2 separate regions of the Ovis aries genome follow, and region 2 is linked to region 1. The links are chromatin contacts, called in public Hi-C maps. All regions are on one chromosome and are shown on one strand. Each heading gives the region's core, a stretch centred on a gene start, on an enhancer-like site or on the middle of the called end of the contact. The rest is flanking DNA. Distances are from core to core; before and after follow the strand shown. Region 1 overlaps LOC114113941 (a long non-coding RNA gene). Region 2 has its middle 43 kb from the start of TRNAI-UAU.

What was found. Hi-C and Micro-C count contacts between places; a contact is called where the count stands out from the background.
Region 2: a contact with region 1 is called in a Hi-C map of omental adipose tissue, with 1.9 times the contacts expected there. The contact joins two enhancer-like sites. A contact is called at or near these places in 5 of 16 Hi-C or Micro-C datasets (blood, hypothalamus, omental adipose tissue and 2 more).

What each region holds. Positions count from the first base shown.
Region 1 is chr3:81,210,763-81,215,309 of ARS-UI_Ramb_v3.0, forward strand. LOC114113941 (a long non-coding RNA gene) reads right to left here. Exons shown (of 3, transcript XR_003588726.3): 1 at 1-4,547. Among named protein-coding and RNA genes, the nearest start is that of TRNAI-UAU, 140 kb to the right of the region's middle. Within about 2 kb of position 2,704, at least 14 of the 54 cell types and tissues checked have an H3K27ac peak or open chromatin away from gene starts, as enhancers often do.
Region 2 is chr3:81,304,769-81,309,315 of ARS-UI_Ramb_v3.0, forward strand. No RefSeq gene overlaps it. Among named protein-coding and RNA genes, the nearest start is that of TRNAI-UAU, 43 kb to the right of the region's middle. Within about 2 kb of position 1,868, at least 13 of the 54 cell types and tissues checked have an H3K27ac peak or open chromatin away from gene starts, as enhancers often do.

The sequences.
Region 1 (4,547 bases), core at 1,454-3,953:
TTTCCGCCCCAGGAAAATGGCCCAATTTCCATGAGTCGCTGGCCCAAGCCCAGGCTGGAGCCTCTCAGCGGCCAGCCCCACCCAGCTGGGTTCCATTACTGGGGAGAGGGGTAGAGGCTGAGAGAACATTAGAGGTAGTGGGTGTGTCATGGAGCTGGCGGGAGGTGCGGGGGCAGGCCAGAGTGCTTGGGGTGGTTCTGTCAAGACTTCGCAGTGTGTCCTTGGGGGAGTCCCCAGCCTCTCCGAGCCTCAGTTTTCTCATCTTTCTCATGAGTAACACACGTGTTACTCTACTGATGGACATCTTATGAGGACTTGGGGACCAGGGTGATTCTTTAGGATGAAAACAATGGAATTTTCCCCAAAACCAAACTGAAAATAGATTGGCCTGCAGACAGAACCAGTGGAGCTGGCACATGTCAGGAAACTGCTGAGGACCCAGAGCCACTTCCCTACCTGACTGGGCCCTCCCCTGGGCAGTTTGATGGGGTTTGGGCCTAAGTCCTCGTCTGGCAGGCTAATCCCAGCTCTCAGTTCTTGGTCTACCAGCATTTATTAAGCACCTAGGATGTGTCAGGCCCTGGGTGGGCAGGGGTCGGTAGACCAAAGTGATGAATACAACTTAAGCTTCTTGTCAAGGAACTTAGAAGTAAATAAATATAGTCCAACATAGCAGAGTGCAGGGGATATGAATGGAATGAGGCCAGAGGCTGGAAGTAACATAGTCTATTTCTAGTCATGCAGTGGAGATCCTTGACTTTTTAGATGTTCTTAACTTGATTTTTTTTTTCTAATAAAATCTACATCAAAGTCCATCCTCCTTCCAACAAAGACCAGGACCTTAGAAAGTGCCCTCCAGACACCTCCCACCCTTCACATTCTGAATCCCAAGTCGGTTCCCTCTGTGGGAGGTTGTCAGGGACTCCACAAAGGGAGGTCCCACCTCCCACAGCACCTCCCCTCCAGGCCTCTGGTGTCACCTTGCCACCCTCACCCTGCACGGGCCATGCCCCACCATATCCCCTGCTTCCTGGTCAGGGGGCAGAGCCTGAGCTGGAAGCCACAGAGGGCTGGTGGAGGCAGAGAAGGGTGATAGATGGAGACTCTTGGCTCTGCTCCCCGTGCCTAGTCACGAGCAGCAGGACAAGAGCACCTTGTGCAGCTTCGGGGGACATTGTGGGGTCCTCACCCCACCCATGGGCTTCCCTGGTGGCTCAGACAGTAAAGAATCTGCCTGCAATGCAGAAGACCCGGGTTCAATCCCTGGGTTGGGAAGATCCCCTGGAGAAGGGAATGGCTACCCACTCCAGTGTTTTTGCCTGGAAAATTCCATGGACAGAGGAGCCTGGTGGGCTACAGTCCCTGAGGTCACACAGTTAGACACGACCAAGTGACTTTCATCTCGCCCACAGGCCCCTGAACTAAACCACCACCTTGGAGGCCATTTTGTAGATGAGGACCCTGAGGAACGGAGAGGCTCAGTAACTTGCTCAAAAACAAATTGTTTGGTCTGGAACCTCATCTCTCTGACCCCAGGGTCTGTGATCTTTGCACCAGCTTGGCACTACTCTTGAGCACCTAGGTTAAAAAACCTAGTTCAGTCACTCACTAGGAATGTGACCTTGGGCAAGTCTTCAAAGTCTCAATTTTCAAAATACGTTTTTTTAAATAAATCAGCTTTATTGAGGGATAATTTATACACAATAAACACACAGATTGTGTGTGACTCACTTGAGCTTGATGACTCTTGATGAACATATGCGTGCATGTCACAAACCACACAATCAAGATACAGAACATTTCCCTTCCCTGCAGGAAGCCCCTCCTTCTGCAAAAGGGGCAAATAAGAGTACCTGTCTCCTGGCATGTCAGGAAGGTCAAATGCAGTAACACTGGCAAGATACTTAGCAAGGCTCCAGGTGTGAAGTAAGTACCCCGTCAACATGCATTGCTTTTGACAGCATCTTGCCTCCATGGCGCCCCCTTGAGGCTGGGGCAGGGGTGGGGGCAGGTGCAGCAATGCTGTCTCTGAAGCCTTCTCCTCCCCAGTGTGAAGGCATCAGCCCATCTAAGAGAAGACTTGGGATAGACTCAAAACCTCTGTCTTCCTCCAGGAGCCCCGAGGGGCTGAGTGCAGAGAAATGGGCCAGCTTCTGCCCTCAGGCTGGCCCAGAACATAGGTCCTCTGTTCTGAGACCTTCCCATGTCTGTCTCCAGCATTGGAAGCAGGGCTAGCTTCATGATTGGCAAGCTGTCAGTCACTCAGGACTCCATGCTCAGAAAGCCCTGTACTTGGTTTAATGTTCTGATGTCACCTTCTTGCAATCTTCAATAAAACAACGGACCTTGCGTTTTTATTTTACACTGGGCCCTGCAAATTATGTAGCAGGGGATGGTGGCGGTGAAGGTAGGGTGAGCTGGCTGATTTCCTCCCTAGAGAAGCTGGTGCCATCCCTCTCTAGGCATGCACACACACACACACACACACACAGGCACACACACACACACACGCACAGTCATCACATGCAGTCACATATACTCATTCAGCACTTTCTCCGTCCCTTCTCTGTCACTCCCCACAGAGGGGCAACGGGAAGGCCTGGCTCATACTGAGCCCTCAGCCACCAGGAGGCACCCACGCAATCTGGCAGCCTGCTCGGTCTGGAAACCCCCTTGGGGACAGCTCCTGCTCATAGGGCCTGCTGGCCAGGCCACCCGAATTCCCATCCTCTGACGGTCCTCTCCAGCCGCCTCCTCCCAACTCCACAGCTCAAGTGTGAAACCACAGCTGGGCGCCTGCCAAGGGGGCTTGGGTTTCATCACACTCAACTTCCCACACCTCGGCTAGAGGCCAAGGTCTGATGGGGCTGCTGGCCTGAGGCCTGGCCTTGAAGGCAGAGTAGGGGTAGGGGATGGCTCCCAGTTCCCCCTGGCTTCCTGTGTATCCTAGAGGGCCCCCTCTTTCAGGCCACAGTTTCCCCTCCATGCAGTGGGATGGGATTTGGTAGGAATGGAGCACTTGCCAAGGGTAAGGGGAAGGCAGAAATTAGAGACGAAGGCATTGAGAGAGAGTCTAGAATGTCACTGTCCACAACAGTAGCCACCACGAGCTGCATGTGGCTATTCGAATTTAAATTAACTTACATGAAAGCCAATTTAAATTTCATTTCCTCAGCCACCCCAGCCACATTTCAAGCACTCAACAGTGATGTGTGGCTTGCAGCTGCCATCTTGGACAGCTCAGACACAGGACATTTTCATCAACACAGTGAGACACATCTGCCGGTGGGGGAAAATCAAGGCGCAGGGGATGCTGGGAGCTTTGCTGACCCCGGGGGTGGGTGGGCAAAGGGCCGTGAGTGGGACACATTTGAGAAATGCTCTCAGTCACCTCTAGACCTCAAGAATGAGAAGATGGACACGCCATAGAGGGGAGTCAGGAATCAATCTCCAAGGGGTATAGAAACTATCTGAAGGCAGCTTCAGCTCGTCACCCCGACTGAGAGACCAGAGGCCCAAGGAAGGTGGCGGCCAGAACAGGTGTCCTTCCTAGCAAAGGGCTCCCAGAGCCGTCTCCAAGTGGGAAATGCCATCACTCCTTCCTGCCTCACCTCTAGACTCAGGATGCACCTTTGCATGCTCTAGAATAATATTCTCAAACTTTAGCCTGCCTCGGAATCACCCGGAAGCTTGCTGAAGCACAGATAACTAACTGAAAACTCAAAACACATATACTTTTACTTCGTTTAGGAGTCAACGTTGAAATACAGATATTTGGGTTGTGTTCACCGGAGGGTTCACTCGCGTTTGGCTGTCTGGGTAAATCATTGAAAGGTATTGAGCTGGCTTAATCTGGACACATTTTATAAGCTATAAATGGATCAGCAGAGGGTGATGTGGTGATTTCAGAAGAGACTGGAGGGGGCAGGAAAGAAAGGGAAGGGAAAGGGAGGAAGGACTTGGCCCTAAGAGGTTATACAAGCCCCCGCACCCCACCCCCAGCAGACACAGGGTCACTCAGCAATCAGGCTGTACTTCGCTTCTTCCTCCCCGCTCTCCAGCTCTGACTATTTTCAAATGAAATAAGCCTGGGAAGCAGGGAAGGCTCAGGGCTGTGAATACATGTTCTTGTTTTCCGGGCTTATTCGACTTTGACAGGGAGCTTGGCTGAGTGCAGGCATCTGAGCCCTTGCTCTCAATGGTGCTTTTAAGGCATGTCTTACCCAGAATTTAAAGAGTCTCCATCAAATATACCAGCAGGCCTTGATGGCCCCCTCAGTCCCTGAGGCGCAAGCCCACCCTGCCCTCCTCCACCGCCCACCCCTAGCCTGCACCCACCTCCACACTTCTGGGGAGGGTAGAGAACAACAGATCCTGGGTTGGGAAACCAATTCTGAGGGACCCAGCCCAAAAGTTGGCTTCTCATTTCAGGAGGACTATTTTCAGCATTGGGGAAACTATACTCACAGAACAAGCTTTGAAGATTCTAGAATGACCCTCATTCACAGGTGGGGGAATAGAGGCCCCTCTGGAAAACTTTTGAACAT
Region 2 (4,547 bases), core at 618-3,117, 93 kb after region 1:
GCAAGTGTGTGTGTGGAGCAAACCCCACTGAAGGTGGGTGATGGAGGGCTTAATGATCCCCTGTGGCTCTGTAAACGCCTCCCAGCTTTTACGTTTCCCCATCTCATCCCCTCAAACCTGACTGCCTTTATAGAAATGAATTCTTTTCACTTTGTTTCACAGATGATTTTTTCCCCCTCCATCCCAACTCTGCTCCCTGCTAATCTTTCCACTACAAAAACCCACCTTCCTGCTCAGTGAAACCCTGGGCTGGGTCCCCTCCCCCAGGCCCTGCTCCTCAGCACCATGGAAACATTAGCAGAAACTCTGAATCTGTCATCTTCCTCTCCCTTCGTCCCTCTCCTCTTCGCATACATCCATACCCTCCAGACTTCACAAGCTACTCCTGGAAAGGAAGAGGTCAACTTTCAAAACTAGTACATTCCAGGGCCCAGACCACGGAATCCTGTCTCTTTGACTTCACCTCAGGTGCCAGATTTTAGGGACACCAAAATACTCAGTAGGCAAGACAACTCATATTTTAATGCAATACTTTTTATTTATTTATTTGGCTGAACTGGGTCTTAGTTGTGGCATGTGGGATCTAGCTCCCTGACCAGGGATCGAACATAGGCCCCTGGATTGGGAACTCAGAGTCTTAGCCTCTGGACCACCAGGGAAGTCCCTTAATGCAACACTTTTAAAAACTAAAACTAATGCAAACTATCCATGATGGATGAATGAAATACCAGATTTTTCGGTAAAGACAGATTCGGCATTACTAATTTTTCCTCTTGCTTCAGACTGCAACACAACAGAGCCCAGCATTGTGTAGACTCTACGTCAGGATTAGACCATCACAGGCAGGAAGGTGCTCCTCAATGTGCCAGGAGGATGATGGAGCAGGCAGCTCAGAGTGAATTTAAGGAGACTCTACAACCAGCCAGATGATGAGCTTTGCAGAGGCCCGAGCTGTCTATGTAGCAGCACCCATGAAGCCCCAAAGCAGCTGGAACCTGGAAAAGCCAACTGGCCAGACGAGGGCTATACACTCCAGCTCCCTGGGGAGGGAGAGGCAGAGGGGCAAGGGATCAGAAATGAGGCTGAAGAAGGGGGCGGGGAAAGAGAGAAGCAGGAAGCACGCTGGGCAGGCTCCTCTCTCCTCCCCACAGCACCTCAGCCTGCTCAGACCTGCCTGCATAACTCGGGCAGGGCTGGGCCTGATAAGACACTAACTGTTCCTGTCAAACACCAATGCCACCTCCATCTCCCCCAGGGCCACCAAGACACCTCCAGGAATGAACACCTGGCTCCAGAGACCCCTTTACAGATGGGTGGCACCAAAGGCTGGGCAGGCCAGGGGCCCAGGAGAGCCTGGCCTGGGAGCCTCAGAGTCTGGCCCATGTGGTAGGCCAGGGCCTGGGAGTCTAGGACCCTGAGGCTCCTACACACACCGGGGTCCCATCACCACACCTGCCAGAAAGGTTCACTTTCCCAGCTTGGAAAAATTTAAACCAGCTCACGACTCTGAAGGCTGAAATCATCTTCATCTCCAGAAGGGAAGCTCGTGTCTGCTCAACCAGACCAGGGAGAGAGTGGACTGCTGCCCCCATTGCTCCAGGACCTTCCCAACGATAGGCATTCCCCCCACCTCCAGGCCAGGGTAGTGTCCAGGATGTTCTTGATGCTTTACTTCATAATTTACAGGAAGCATGAGGCTCAGAATGGCTGAAGAAGGCTATATTCCTCCTTTAGGGAATAGCGGGGAGGAACAGGGTGGTGTCATGGCCTCAGCCCAACGTACCACCAAGCCTGCCCCGTGTGGGTGGGGGCGGTTAGGGACACTTGAGCCGGTGTCCACCCACTGAGGAGGCCAGGGAGTCCTACCCTAGTTGATGCAGACCTCTGCTGAGGACAGCTTTAGTTGCTGATTCTGGAATTCTATCTGCCCCAGGGGTCTGCACGGAGCCTACATTCACACTTATTCACTCAACAAACAGAGGCACCCGCGAGGTGCTAGACCCCCGGCTCATGCAGGCCAGGCTGTGTGCACTCAGACTGCTGTACACCTACAAATCTGGGCTGGCTGGCGTCCCACACCCCCTGCAAAGACTGGATGGAGCTCACCCTCATGAACATACCTGGGCTGGGCCACACTGACATTCGCTTGGCCTCGTTCATGCCCAGGGTCTCCCTTGGTCTCCTGCCTCTGTCTGCCCTGGGGCGACACCTGTCCCCCAGTGACAGATGCCGCTCTTGGGTTTAGGTGGCTGAGACACCCAGAGGCCCACTGCAGGGGTCAGGGCCACGATGGGCAGGTGCTGAAGGAGGGGCCGGGGCCTGGGCTGGGTCGGGGCCTGGCCTCCATCTCCCGGACCCACTGGCCTGTGGGGAGGCGCTGTCCCCAGCTGACAGTATTCTCGGGTTAGGGGATCCAAACGCAGAAACAAGATCTGAAGAGTGTCTGAGGGTCAGAAAATATGAAGTGGATTCAGTTCTTCCACATCTGACCCCACCCATGACCCTGGGCTTCCTTACTCCAAACACCCCCACCTCTTTTCTCCTCTGCTCACAGCCTCCACCCCCACCTAGCGTGTGGTCTGATCATCCGGCCAGTCTTTCGGCAGGCCACTCCCCGCTCAGGAATCTTCACTAGATCCCCATGGCCTAAGGATGAACTCCAGCTGGCATTCAAAGCGCTCTGTGGACAGGAGTAGCAGCTCCCTCTTCTCTCTTCCCAGACCCCTCCGGAAACAGTCTCAGCTCTGTCACTCCGTGAAGGCCTTGCCCTTTTCCATCTCTGCATCTTTCACAAAGCCCTCCCTCCTCCTGAACGGCCTCTTTCTGAGTTCTCTCCACTCTTCAGGGCCCAGCTAAACCCCCGTCCTGAGAAGCCTGCCTGATGACCACCGTCTCCGGGGGCCACTCCTCTGCCCCTTCTCTGTATCATATGCATTCCCTGCCCCCCAGGTTCTGCGAGCCTCTCTCAGCCCTCCTGCACCCCAGCCGCACAAGACTGTGTGACCTTCCGTCCCTGGAAGGTGTGTCCCTGGCCTCCTCCAAAGGCAGCCACCGCAGCCCAGGCTCCACGCTCCCAGTCAGGCCGCGGCCTGCTCTGCTGGGCGGCGACCGTGCACATTCCTTCAGAATTAAACAAGGTCTTGCTGGCTCCAGGCTCCACAGCACAACGTGGGTCCTGTCTGCCTTTGGAAGTAGCTTTTCGCCCTCCCCAGCCAGTGAGGCCTCTGGGTTCCAAAGGCCAAGTTCTCCTTTCTCTGGGGTTAGAGATCTCAACAGCCACAAAGGAGGGGGAAGGGTTCCCACGTGGGGCCATTTGGAAACCCGAATCAAGACCTAAAACTCTCCTCAGCCGCTGAATGCCTGGTACTCATCATGCCATTCATCTGGAGAGAACACTCACGTGCAAGCACACACTGACACACACAACTGCACAAGCGTATATAGCACACGCGTGCACAGACACAAGCATGCAGGTAAACACACGTGCACAGACATAAACATGCACACACAAACACACGCATGAGCAAGCACGTGGTCTCAGACCCAGGCATACATGTTGCCACACACACACACATGCCTGTATGTACACATATGCACAGACAGGAATACACGTGTAAACACACAGAGATGTGTGCACACAAACTCACATACAGACCTGCATTTGGTGATGCTGCTGGTGGGCGAGGGGGCCAGCCACCTCTGAGAGGGCTGGATCTCTGGCAAAAAGCCCATCCCTCCCTTCCCCAGAACAAGTCGGAAAGGGCCAAAACCCAATCTGAAGCATGGCCAGATCATTTTTCTCTGCTTTCTTCCAAACAACCTCAGCCCCCAGAGATACTTCTCAGCAAAGACATAAGTATCCCAGTCGCCCTGCCCCCATCTGTGGCCAAGTGTAGGGACTGAAACGGATCAGGGATGGTCTAGAGGAGTGGACGGGCCGGATGCCACACATCTCTGGACTCCGGGAACACGCTGGCTGCAGTGGCCCATGCCTGCCCACTGGAAAGCAACAAGGGGAAGGCTCTCATTGCCACTTAGGACAGATCTGCTCGATACTTGGGTGCCACCTGCCTGCCCATCCTGGAACTGAAAACATGGGGGTCCTGCCTCTGGAACAGAGGGAAGGGGCAGAACCAGAGGAGCAGCTGGGGGAAGCTCTCACCCACGATTCTGAAACCCAGCAGGGCCAGCCAGGGGCCAGGGTGCCGGGCAAGTAAACACGGGGCAGCAGTGACACGTGTGGTTTAGGCTCTGACGGTGCAGAACCAAGCAAACAGCCTCACTCTCAGCCTGGAGGCAGCAAGGGGAAGTGTCAGACGGGCCTGGGTTCCAATCTCGCTCTGCTGCCGACTGGCCGTGGGACTTGGGGCAGGCCACCTGCCCTTGGCCTGCATTTGCAGTTTTGTGAATCCAGGATGACAGTAGCCGCCTCTCAGAGGGGCTGTGGGGTGGCGCAGGGAGGGGAGCCTCACAAGCTTTGGTTTCAACCTGCATTATATTGAGTCAGATCTTTGGCCTTCGGGGAGCTGAAAACTCAGCCTGGAGAG